4 separate regions of the Mus musculus genome follow, and all the other regions are linked to region 4. The links are chromatin contacts, called in public promoter capture Hi-C and targeted proximity ligation maps. All regions are on one chromosome and are shown on one strand. The core of a region is the stretch at or near the end of the contact, and the rest is flanking DNA. Distances in the headings are between cores, read along the strand shown. Region 1 holds the start of Ssh3 (slingshot protein phosphatase 3). Region 2 holds the start of Clcf1 (cardiotrophin-like cytokine factor 1). Region 3 holds the start of Znhit2 (zinc finger, HIT domain containing 2). Region 4 holds the start of Cd248 (CD248 antigen, endosialin).

Region 1 (2,700 bases), core at 29-2,528, 800 kb before region 4:
CCTCGGAGCACCGCAAAACTCTGCCTGGCAGAGCGATGGGGACATGGTTCAGGTCATAGGTTTTCAAACTTTAGGGAGGCTGAGTCCCCTGGCTGGCGGAAGTGGGCTGCTGGCCCGCTCTCCAGAGTCAGATGGGCCGGAGTGAGGCACAGTTTGCACTTTTGTAACCAGGACCCTGATAGCGGTAGGCACCTAGAGCCAGCCTTGGGCTCTCAGGCTCCTCCTCACCTTGTTTTGCACCTTTGGAATGTGTTCCTTTTCGGGGTGGACTCAGATGCTATAAACTTGTTTAAGCACTTATACTCCTTCAGGTCCCATCCTGCCCTTGGTCCTGGGATTACTGGGCGAGCCAAGGTCCAGGTAATGTGTGAAAGCATCTACTGGCCAGGGCTAAGTTAACCATGCTGGTTCTTCCACAAGCCAGAGATGTGATGTTTGCCAGCTCCACCCACAGCATCTGCCTCCCACCTAAGCATGAGTTTATCTGACAATACTTAAGTGAGTCCTTGGTCCAAGCAAGACATCAGGAGTCCACAATGGCAGCAGCTAGGCCACAGGCTATAAGGAAGCATTTGTCAGACAGAACTCACCTGCGCTGGAGCCGGCCTCTGCGTCTTACCACTCGGTCCTGCTGAGAAAGCAGCCCGGGAATAGAGTAAGAGAGCAGCTTCCAGGACAGGAAGCACCCAAAAGCCTCTCCTCTTCCTACAAGGGAGCGCTAGGTGGAAAAGAAATCTCTTTCCTCTGAAGCCGCTCCCCTCCAACAGGCCCCAGAGAAACCCGGCCTAAGTCCAGGTACAGCAGTGCTGCAAGGATAGGGGGTTGCAGAGTGTGGGAGGTATTTGGGCAGATCTGGGCTTCAACAGACCCGGGCGGTTCTCAGGATTCCGCATCTACCTACGTCGAGCTCCTGGGAGCCTCAGGGCCTCCCAAGTGCCTTAAAACGTGAGACTCAAGGTCCCCCTCCGCCTACTCCCAGCCGTCTGCTAGGGGCAGGACTTGCTCCCTAAGGCCTACCTTGGCAGCCAACTGTAAGAGCGTAAAACCAAGCTAAACTCACCGTGGGTCCCACAGGCGTGGAGTGGCCACTTGCCGGCGGCGAGCGACTCACTGTGACCAGCGCCATAAGGTAGGCAGGCCCGGAACACCTGGGCGAACACCCGGCACGACCCCTCCCTCAGCCTTACGGTCAGTCCCTGCCTTCGCACAACCAGGAAGAAGAGATTGGAGCCACCAGGGCCTGGCACCTCCTCGGGAGCGGCCCTTAAAGGGCCCGACTCATGACCAGTCTGGTCGCGTAGAGCTGGTACCGAGCGACAGCGGCCCCGCCCCTGCGGTCTCGGTTCAGCTTGCCCCGCCCCGACCGCGCTAGAGGCGTGGTCAAGGGCGTGGCGCAGGTGAGCCCAGACCTCACTTTCCCTGCTTTGGTCGCTTTGCCCACAGAAGGCTTTCAACCCTTCTTGCTGCACCCAGTAAGACTTGGACCCCCACTGTTTGGTTTATGCTATGGTTTCTTGGAAAGGAAGGAGCAAGGGCAACAGTTTTGTTTTTGAGACAGGGTCTCACTATGTAGCTGACAGACCTGAAACTCATTATATAGAGCAAGTCGCCTAAAACCCAGAGATCCACCTGCCTCTGCCTCCCAAGCACTAGAATTAGAGGCATGCGCCACCATACCTGGGAGGCAATGGGTCTTAAATCTACCACCCCATTCCAAACTTGCTCTCTTTTCTGCTTGGCTGTCATTCCTCTACTCTTGAGAAGATCTGGGAGAACAGAAGGCCTTTTTGGAATTTTTGCAATAGTCCCCAATACCTGTACGCATTTCAGGTCCACCCTAGGGGTGACTAGGACAGGGCTGAGCCCCTTCCCCAGAGAGTGACTTGCTTAAAGGTTCATTCTGGTAGAAAATACTTGAAACAGGGGGAACCTGTGCCTGAGTTTTGGGGATGAGGTGGGAGCTTCCCCCAGTAGGTAGAATAGGAAGACCCAGCCCAGCGGGAGTATGGACCATCAGGCTGGGTGGCAGGCAGAACCTGGGGTTGGGGTAGCATCCAGGGAAATTTCAGAATCTCCAGGAACTCCTGCCCCGTGAGAAGTGGTCTTATTTTCTAGCTGTAGAAATGGAGGCTCCAAAGCTGCTCAGTGCCAGCTCCAGCGAGGACTACCCATCAGTAACCCCATCCAGTGTCCCCTTGGTTCCAGACCACGCAGGACAGCAAGCCTACTGCTGATGGTCTCTTTATTTCCACCTCAGTCTCACTGCTAGCCTATCTTCAGTGCCCAGGTCCCAAGCTCAGCAGCAGACAGTTTATAAATAAATAAATTACAAAACCAGGCAGAAGGCATGGCCCTGGGGAGCCGTCCCAAGGCCAGGCAACTCAGTGCTCTGTGAGTGACAGCTGCAGGATCCGCTGTAAGTCGTCTTCTTCCTGCTGACCCCGTCGCTCCAACTCCTCCTGTTCCCTTGAAGACAACTCCAGGGCCAGGCGAAGCTGCTCCTCAAAGCTTGGGGGTGCAGGGGATGGAGGTGTCTTCTGAGGAGATTCTGGACCCCTGGACTCTGTGGACAGCTGTAGGCTTTCCTGCAGGGCCCTTCAGGGTAAGGGTTGAGGGGAGAGCAGACCAGTGAGAAGGCTTGGGGAGGAGCCAAGCCCATGCAATTTTGAGAACAAGGTGTCAGGGACAGAGACAAGCAGG
Region 2 (2,700 bases), core at 97-2,596, 850 kb before region 4:
AGTTCTCCAGTGCAGAACAGGGAAGTGCCGCCCTGGGAAACTAGCACTGGCCATGACTGATGCCCACGCTGACCCACAGGCTGGAGGGGCTGTGTTGGACTGGCAGAGTGCCCTCCTTTCCCAGGGGTCCCAGCAGAAGTGGGGGGGGGGGTGAATACCTCATGCCATTCCAGAGACAGGCATCACCTTCCACGGCTGGCTGCCACCGCTATCTACCCCTGGTGAGACTACAGAGAAACAACACAGCAACTTATCAGATGACTTAATTGGTGGAATGCTTCTACAAGCACCCAAGACTTGGGGACCAAATGACTGTCCCCCAAGAAAAATCACAGAATGGGGCTGCCTCCAAGCCCCAGATGACAGCTGTTTCCTCTGCACTAGCTCTCATGCTCCCTCGCTCTCCCTGGCAGCCCTCTGGAGAGGGAGGAAGGAGGAGGAAAGGAGACCCTCCTGGGAGGGTCTAGGCTTATGGGTCCCCTAGGTCTCCCACTCAGAAAGTCCCAACCCAGGCCTGAGGGGAAGGAGGGAGAATGCTCTTAGCCAAACCACCCCTACCTCACCACCGGAAAAACCAACAACCCAAACCCCCAAAGGGAAGAGGATGCCAAATGTCTCGATGGGGAAGCTTTTCACTAACGGGATGCTGGGTCTATCCATGGCCTTGAATCTTCGAGTTCCCGCTGAGTCACCCGTGAAGCCTCTGGTGTTGAAACTGGTCCGGTGCCTTGTGCTGATTAATGAATTACAAATCCCCCACCCATGTGCACTCTCCCTGGTCACCGGGAAGAATGAAAACCCTTGTGAACTTGACTGAGAAGCTGGGCCCTGGTGCCCTCTCCCCTCCTCAGGGGGCATTGTGAGCTGGTTAGTCACCTGCCCCAGCCCCTGGCGCCACACTTAGCTCTAGCTTTTGGAAGTGGGACAAGTGGCGGGACAATAGGCAAGGGGGGCGGTCAGCCCAGACAAAGGGCAGCAGGAAAAACACCATCACTTGCTTGGAGGCCAGCTTGCTGGCATTTGAGAGAATGTGTCATTGCATTTACTCAAGTGGGAGGGGGAGGGAAGGTTAGAATGAAGAGGCAGAGGTAGAGTGGGTACAGGGACCCTCAACCCGGCAATGAGCAGAGGGAAGAAGGCCAGCATGCCTTGGCCGACACCAAGGAAGAAGCCCACACCAAGGCCAGCTCCCTTTCCAAGCTCTCAGGAGTTTGCCGAGGGACGATGCCCTCCCTGCCCCCTCCCCCAGGAGGCCTAGGGTGGTACCGTCGCAGCCTTGCCTCACCTCACCACCCCCCCCCTCAGTGTTGTGGGAGGGAGAGGAGCCCCAGAAGCCCTCCCTTCCCTCCTCCCCCCTCTTCCCCCCACCCGGGGAGGGCTGCTACAATTTGTGGTTACAGCTTTACACGTCAGAAAAAAAAAAGTTTGCAGAATGTCCCACACCGAAAAAAAAATGCGAAACCGAGAGAAAAAAACCTGCGAGTGGGCCTGGCGGATGGGATTATTAAAGCTTCGCCGGAGCCGCGGCTCGCCCTCCCACTCCGCCAGCCTCTGGGAGAGGAGCCGCGCCCGGCCGGCCCGGCCCCCAGCCCCATGGACCTCCGAGCAGGTAGGAGCCAGGCGTCCGAGGCCGAGGCCTCCGCCCCCGCCCAGCACCAGTGAGATCCGGTTCCCGTCCTCCTCCCCACCCTCGGAGCCCCAAGCCCGGGCCGGGCCGGGGAGCAGAGCTCGGGCTGGGGAGGTACGGCCGGGCGCCCTCGAGAGGGGCCGGGTGGGGACGCGGCATTCCTGGAGTCCGCTTGGCGGAGCCAGGAGGTGGCTGAGAACGCGGCGGGGAGCCTGGACAACCCTCAGACCTGGACGGGCGGCCACCTGGAGCCGCGGCGAGGCGGGGTCCCAGGGAACCCGCGGACACAGAGCCCCGCGCCAGAATCGGGGCGAGCGAGTCCGAGGCGGGCAGCGAGGGTGTGGGGGGGGGGCCGCGGCGCAAGGGAGGAGGGGGCCAGGAGAGGAAGAGGGAGGGAGAGAGGCAGAGGGGGAGCCCGCGGCCGAGCAGCGGGAAGCGAGGGGGAGGCCGACACCTCGGGCCGCGCTGAACTCCTTCCTCGGCCCGCGGGGAGGGCAGGAGGGCGCGCGAGAGGAGGGCGGAGGGCAGAGCAAACCTAGCTGGGCCGGGCCGGGCCGGGCCGGGCCGCCACGGGACTCCGGTTACTACGCTGCGCGCGGCGTGGCCGGAGCCCTCCATGCTGCCCACCGCCTGGGAGCCAGAGGCAGGTAGGCGCGGCGGGGTGGCCGGGGCCCCGAGCCCGCGGTGGCCTGGGAGTGATTACTGCAGGAGGGTGTTGTGGGGGAGACGCAGCCTGGCCGGACCCAGCAGGAAAAAGTCCGTCAGCGGCCGGGAGCGCCGAGACTGCCGGCAGCCCCTCGAGCGGCTGCCTGGCTAGGCGGCCCGTGGCAGGAGGGCGGGCCAGGCAGGGAGTGGACGCGCCGGAGCGGGCAGCGGCTCAGCCGAGCCCCGAAGCCCAACGCCCGGACCCCGCCTCCGCCCCCGCCGCCGCCGGGAAGGGAGCGAACGGGGGGGCGGGGCCGGGGGCGCCGGGGCCACACAAGGGGAAGGCGCCATCGCCGCCGGGAGGGGTCCGAGATCGAGAGGTCACGGTCGAGAAGGTAGGGCCAGCGAACTGCCAACTTCCACCGCCC
Region 3 (2,700 bases), core at 50-2,549, 990 kb after region 4:
CACTAGTGTTTTTGTTACAGGCATGCCCTATAGATGATCCACTAAGGCAGATCACCCATCTACCCCTCTATAGACCTCATAATGCTTAACAATACAAACTAAATTTCAACACAACTTGAGGGAAAACATTGTTTTTTTTTTTTTGTTTGTTTTTTAAGATTTATTTATTTATTATATGTAAGTACACTGTAGCTGTCCTCAGACACTCCAGAAGGAGTCAGATCTCATTACAGATGGTTGTGAGCCACCATGTGGTTTCTGGGATTTGAACTCGGGACCTTTGGAAGAGCAATCGGGTGCTCTTACCCACTGAGCCATCTCACCAGCCCACATTGTTGGTTTTTAAAAGAGATTTATTTATTATATGTAAGTACACTGTAGCTGACTTCAGACACCTCAGAAGAGGGCATCAGATCTCATTATGGATGGTTGTGAGCCACCATGTGGTTACTGGGATTTGAACTCAGGACCTCTGGAAGTAGTCAGTGCTCTTAACTGCTAAGCCATCTTTCCAGCCCCTCGTTATCGTTTTGTTGTTTTTTGTTTGTTTGTTTGTTTGATTCAGGGTCTCACATAGGCCCAGGCTGGCCTCAATTTGATATGCTTACGTGTTACGTATTTTGAGCTCCAGATTTGTTAAACATGTCGGGTTTATTCATTTATTTTTGTCTGTTATTATTATCAATAATATTTTTTCGAGACAGGGTTTCTCTGTGTAGCCCTGGCTGTCCTGGAACTCACTCTGTAGACCAGGCTGGCCTCGTAACTCAAAAATCCGCCTGCCTCAGCCTCCCAAGTGCTGGGATTAAAGGCGTGCGCCACCACTGTCCGGCCTGTTGTTATTATTTTGTTGGCCTTTTCTTTTTTCAAGATAGAGCATGACTATGTAGCTGTATCCTGGAAAGCACTGACTACAGGAACTCACAGAAATCAGACTACCTTTGCCAACGCTGGGATTAAAAGCGTATGCCACTACGCCCTGCTAAGACCCTGGTGTGTTGTTTGGTGGTGGTGGTGGTTAGTTTTGTTATTTAAAAGGTAGTTTATTTTTGTACAATTTGGTACAACCATAAAGAACAAACTGGGATTAGCGACATGATTTTCCCAAATTCGGCGAGCAAACCTGTTCCTTTGGAAGAGTTTGGACGACTTCTGCGCTTGCTCAAAGAAGTACTGGAGACACGAAAGTTACCGAGAAGTTTCGGAAATGTGCGGAAAGGAGGCCACGCCCGCCAACCACCCCCACACATAAAGGCGGAAATAACCAAAGAAGCGCCGGAAGTGGCGGAGCTGATACGGGACAGGCGGCACCAGTTTCCATGGAGCCCGCTGGGCTCTGCGGCTTCTGCCCGGCCGGGGAAGCGCTGCCTGCGCGCTACACCTGCCCGCGCTGCAATGCTCCCTACTGCTCGCTGCGCTGCTACCGGGCGCACGGCGCCTGCGCCGAAGACTTTTACCGCGACCAAGTGCTGCGAGAGCTCCGTGGCCGAAGCGCTTCGCCCAGCCGTCTGGCGGGCGCGTTACGCCGGCTGCGCGAACAACGCGAGGCCGAGGATGAGCCCGAGGAAGCAGGCCTCGGGCCCGGGGCGCGGCCGGGCGGCCTTTCTGGACTTTGGGAACGTTTAACGCCGGCTGAGAAGGCGGCGTTCGAGCGGCTGCTGAGCCGTGGCGAAGCCGGACGCCTTCTGCCTCCGTGGCGGCCCTGGTGGTGGGGCCGCGGCACCGGCCCACGTTTGCTGGAGGAGCTGGATCATGCCGCGAACAGAGATCTTGCGGAGCCGGAGCCCGCCCCTGCGAGGACCGCGCTGCAATCTGGGGATGATGCCGCTGCCGCAGAGCCATTTGCTGAAGACTCCTGTGCCGCCAGACCGCTAGCATTGCCTGCTCGCATCCCAGCACTGGCCAGTCTGAGCCGCAGCCCGGCATCGCCGCTGGTGCGCTTCCAGCTGCCCAACGTGCTGTTCGCCTACGCTCATACTCTCGCCCTGTATCATGGAGGGGACGACGACGCGCTACTCTCTGACTTCTGTGCCACCCTGCTCGATGTTTCTGGGGCCCTGGGAGCCCAGCAAGTCTTTGGCTCTACAGAGGAAGCCCTGCAGGCCGCAGCCCACGTACTGGAAGCGGGCGAGCACCCACCTGGGCCCCTGGGTACGCGGGGTGCTATGCAAGAAGTTGCCCGAATCCTGCTGGGCGAGGGTCCAGTCAATCAGAAAGGCTACACTCTGACAGCACTGGGGCACCTAGCTCAGACCCTGGGACGAGCCCGGAAGCAGGCTGTGATTGGTGGAGAGCGAGATCGACTTTACCGGGCTCGGAAGAAGTGCCAGTTCCTGCTGGCTTGGACCAACGAAAACGAGGCTGCCCTCACACCCCTGGCGCTAGACTGTGCCAGAGCCCACCGAGCCCATGCTGTGACAGCTGAGGAGATGGCAACGCTTACTGGAGAGTTAGAACGGCTTTGGGGAGGCCCAGTGCCACCCACTCCAAGGACTCTCATTGAGGAACTCCCTGGCTGAACTGGGTATCCATGTCATTAATAAAGATGTGTCTGGTCTGCCCGAATGTCAGCAGTGCCTTTTCCGTAAAGATAGTGCCCTGTCCTAGGCTTCTCTTGAAGTTACTGTGTAGTTGAGGATGACCCTGGAACTTTGATCTGTCACCCACCTGGACAGTGAGAGGTTACAGGGGTTAACCACC
Region 4 (2,700 bases), core at 168-2,667:
GGCACACTCGGGAGGCAGAGGCAGGCAGATTTCTGAATTCAAGGCCAGCCTGGTCTACAGAGTGAGTTCCAGGACAGCCAGGGCTACACAGAGAAACCCTGTCTCAGAAAACCAAAACAAACAAACAAACAAACAAAAAACCCCAAGGGTATAAAAGGATTACCTGGTGTTGGGTGACTGTAGTACCTGCTACTTAGAATCCAGGAGTTTGGAATAGCCTTGGCAACAGAGCAAACTCCATCTCTTAAAAATAAATAAATAAATAAATAAAGGTAAAAAGAGAATGCAGGGGTTAATCCTTCACACAGAATCCCAGGGCCACCCTGGGTGCCTGGCCCAGTGTGCAAACCTCCAGAGGCCTCCAGGAAGGGCTGGAAGAGGACCCTGGGAGTAAGGAGGACAATGTGATGCCTGTGTCACACTTACTATCCTGTTGTGTCCCCATGCCCATACATGGTCTTGCACAGGTCCCCTCATAGCAGCCGTGCTCACCCTGAGCAGAGCTCAGTCTCCACAGAGCCCAGAGTCATGCACCCTGCCTTCCTGCAGCAGAAGCCTGGAGAGGCATTTCCTGTTAGGGGGCAGCCTCCTCCCGCTCTAAGCCCAGGTTCCCAGGGCCCCTGACTGAGCCAGGGTAAGGAGAGAGCAGGCCTTGGCCTCCTCCCCCCTCCCTAACCCCTAATGCTGGTCCTGCTGGAGCCAAAAAAACTTGGGAGTGAGGTAGGCTGAGCGAAGGGCTCATCAAATACGTGTCTGGTTGAGGTGGTTCTCAAGGAGGTTATCAAGTTGATTCTCACGCAGGGCCCAGGCAGGAATGGGTGGGGCCTCATCGTTGAGACCGTTTAGCAGGCCACATCATCCTAGCTTATCCACCTAAGGGCATACACAGCATGTCAGGAGAGCTGCGTGTGTGAGGCTGGGGTTTGGCGGCCTTAGATAGGGTGTCAGAGAAGATGCTCTTGCCAGGCTTGGAAGGAGTCGTTCACATATGTGTGATGAGAAAGGGCTGGCCCGATCAAGTCGTTGAGCTCAGAATGCAGCCAGTATACTGATACTGGTGAATCCAGATCCCGGCTTTCGGGAGTCTCTCTGGAAGACAGCTTCACCCCAGCTGCCTTAGCTGCAAACAACGCTGAAGTTTCAGAGGGTTGACTGGGGATGCTTCTCAGACAGACAGGTTCCCTTTTCCCTGACTCTCAGCTCTGTAACGCCTGAGGTAGCCCGTTAGTTGTACCTCCCCCCTCCTCTGCCCTTCGCCTCTCACCCCAGAACCCCCCCCACCCCACTGCTTCCTGCTCCAGCAGCCCCCGGGGAGCTAGCAGGGGAGCTGGCAGCGGCCCCAGCCCACTCCTTACAAGGCGTGAGTCCGCCGGGCCCGCCCCCGGCCCTCCCGCCAGAGGCCTTGATCCCTCCCCCTGTCAAGAGCAGCGGCAGGCCCGAGCCGGGCCAGTCGGGGGGCGTCGCGATGCTGCTGCGCCTGCTGCTGGCCTGGGTGGCCGCGGTGCCCGCACTGGGCCAGGTCCCCTGGACGCCGGAGCCTCGAGCCGCGTGCGGCCCCAGCAGCTGCTACGCGCTCTTTCCCCGGCGCCGCACATTCCTGGAAGCTTGGCGGGCGTGCCGCGAATTGGGGGGCAACCTGGCCACACCGCGGACCCCAGAGGAGGCCCAGCGTGTGGACAGCCTGGTGGGGGTCGGGCCGGCCAACGGGCTGCTATGGATTGGGTTGCAGCGGCAGGCTAGGCAATGCCAGCCGCAGCGCCCACTGCGGGGCTTCATATGGACCACGGGAGACCAGGACACCGCCTTCACCAACTGGGCCCAGCCGGCTACGGAAGGACCCTGCCCAGCCCAGCGCTGTGCAGCCCTTGAGGCCAGCGGAGAGCATCGCTGGCTCGAAGGCTCGTGCACACTGGCTGTCGATGGCTACCTCTGCCAGTTTGGTTTTGAGGGTGCCTGCCCTGCCTTGCCGCTTGAGGTGGGTCAGGCCGGTCCCGCTGTCTACACCACACCCTTCAACCTGGTTTCCAGCGAGTTCGAATGGCTGCCCTTTGGCTCCGTGGCAGCTGTGCAGTGCCAAGCTGGCAGGGGAGCTTCTCTGCTGTGCGTGAAACAGCCTTCAGGTGGCGTGGGCTGGTCCCAGACTGGCCCGCTGTGCCCAGGGACTGGCTGTGGTCCTGACAATGGGGGTTGCGAACATGAGTGTGTGGAAGAGGTGGACGGTGCTGTGTCCTGCCGCTGCAGTGAAGGCTTCCGTCTAGCAGCAGATGGGCACAGTTGTGAAGACCCCTGTGCCCAGGCCCCCTGTGAGCAGCAGTGTGAACCTGGAGGGCCACAAGGCTATAGCTGCCACTGTCGCCTTGGCTTCCGGCCAGCTGAGGATGATCCACACCGCTGCGTGGACACGGATGAGTGCCAGATTGCTGGTGTGTGCCAGCAGATGTGTGTCAACTATGTTGGTGGCTTTGAGTGTTACTGCAGCGAGGGTCACGAGCTTGAGGCAGATGGTATCAGCTGTAGCCCTGCAGGAGCCATGGGTGCCCAGGCTTCCCAGGATCTCAGAGATGAGTTGCTGGATGATGGAGAAGAAGGGGAGGATGAAGAGGAGCCCTGGGAGGACTTTGATGGCACCTGGACAGAGGAACAGGGGATCCTATGGCTGGCACCTACACATCCACCTGACTTTGGCCTGCCCTATAGGCC

Evidence for each region. Promoter capture Hi-C pulls out the DNA fragments that hold promoters and counts their contacts.
Region 1: a targeted proximity ligation map of pancreatic cancer cells shows a contact between it and region 4. A contact is called at or near these places in 1 of 39 promoter capture datasets (liver) and 2 of 130 datasets of targeted methods (embryonic stem cells and pancreatic cancer cells).
Region 2: a contact with region 4 is called in a promoter capture Hi-C map of liver, with 3 times the contacts expected there. A contact is called at or near these places in 5 of 39 promoter capture datasets (the 3T3-L1 cell line, 3T3-L1-derived adipocytes, the SN4741 cell line and 2 more), 1 of 484 Hi-C or Micro-C datasets (embryonic stem cells) and 1 of 130 datasets of targeted methods (pancreatic cancer cells).
Region 3: a targeted proximity ligation map of embryonic forebrain shows a contact between it and region 4, with 3 times the contacts expected there. A contact is called at or near these places in 1 of 39 promoter capture datasets (liver) and 2 of 130 datasets of targeted methods (embryonic forebrain and pancreatic cancer cells).

The regions. Positions count from the first base shown.
Region 1 is chr19:4,267,955-4,270,654 of GRCm38.p6, forward strand. Ssh3 (slingshot protein phosphatase 3) reads right to left here and starts at 1,279. Exons shown (of 14, transcript NM_198113.3): 1 at 1,061-1,279; 2 at 591-631; 3 at 1-24. The coding sequence starts at 1,126. Ankrd13d (ankyrin repeat domain 13 family, member D) reads right to left here. Exons shown (of 15, transcript NM_026720.2): 15 at 2,226-2,595. The coding sequence ends at 2,382.
Region 2 is chr19:4,212,892-4,215,591 of GRCm38.p6, forward strand. It overlaps Clcf1 (cardiotrophin-like cytokine factor 1), which reads left to right and starts at 1,347. Exons shown (of 3, transcript NM_019952.5): 1 at 1,347-1,609. The coding sequence starts at 1,594. It overlaps Gm45928 (predicted gene, 45928), which reads left to right and starts at 1,534. Exons shown (of 4, transcript NR_132309.2): 1 at 1,534-1,609. It overlaps LOC102631992 (a long non-coding RNA gene), which reads right to left. Exons shown (of 4, transcript XR_003952884.1): 3 at 159-2,700.
Region 3 is chr19:6,059,908-6,062,607 of GRCm38.p6, forward strand. Znhit2 (zinc finger, HIT domain containing 2) reads left to right here and starts at 1,300. Exons shown (of 1, transcript NM_013859.2): 1 at 1,300-2,561. The coding sequence starts at 1,320. The coding sequence ends at 2,519.
Region 4 is chr19:5,066,661-5,069,360 of GRCm38.p6, forward strand. Cd248 (CD248 antigen, endosialin) reads left to right here and starts at 1,418. Exons shown (of 1, transcript NM_054042.2): 1 at 1,418-2,700. The coding sequence starts at 1,466.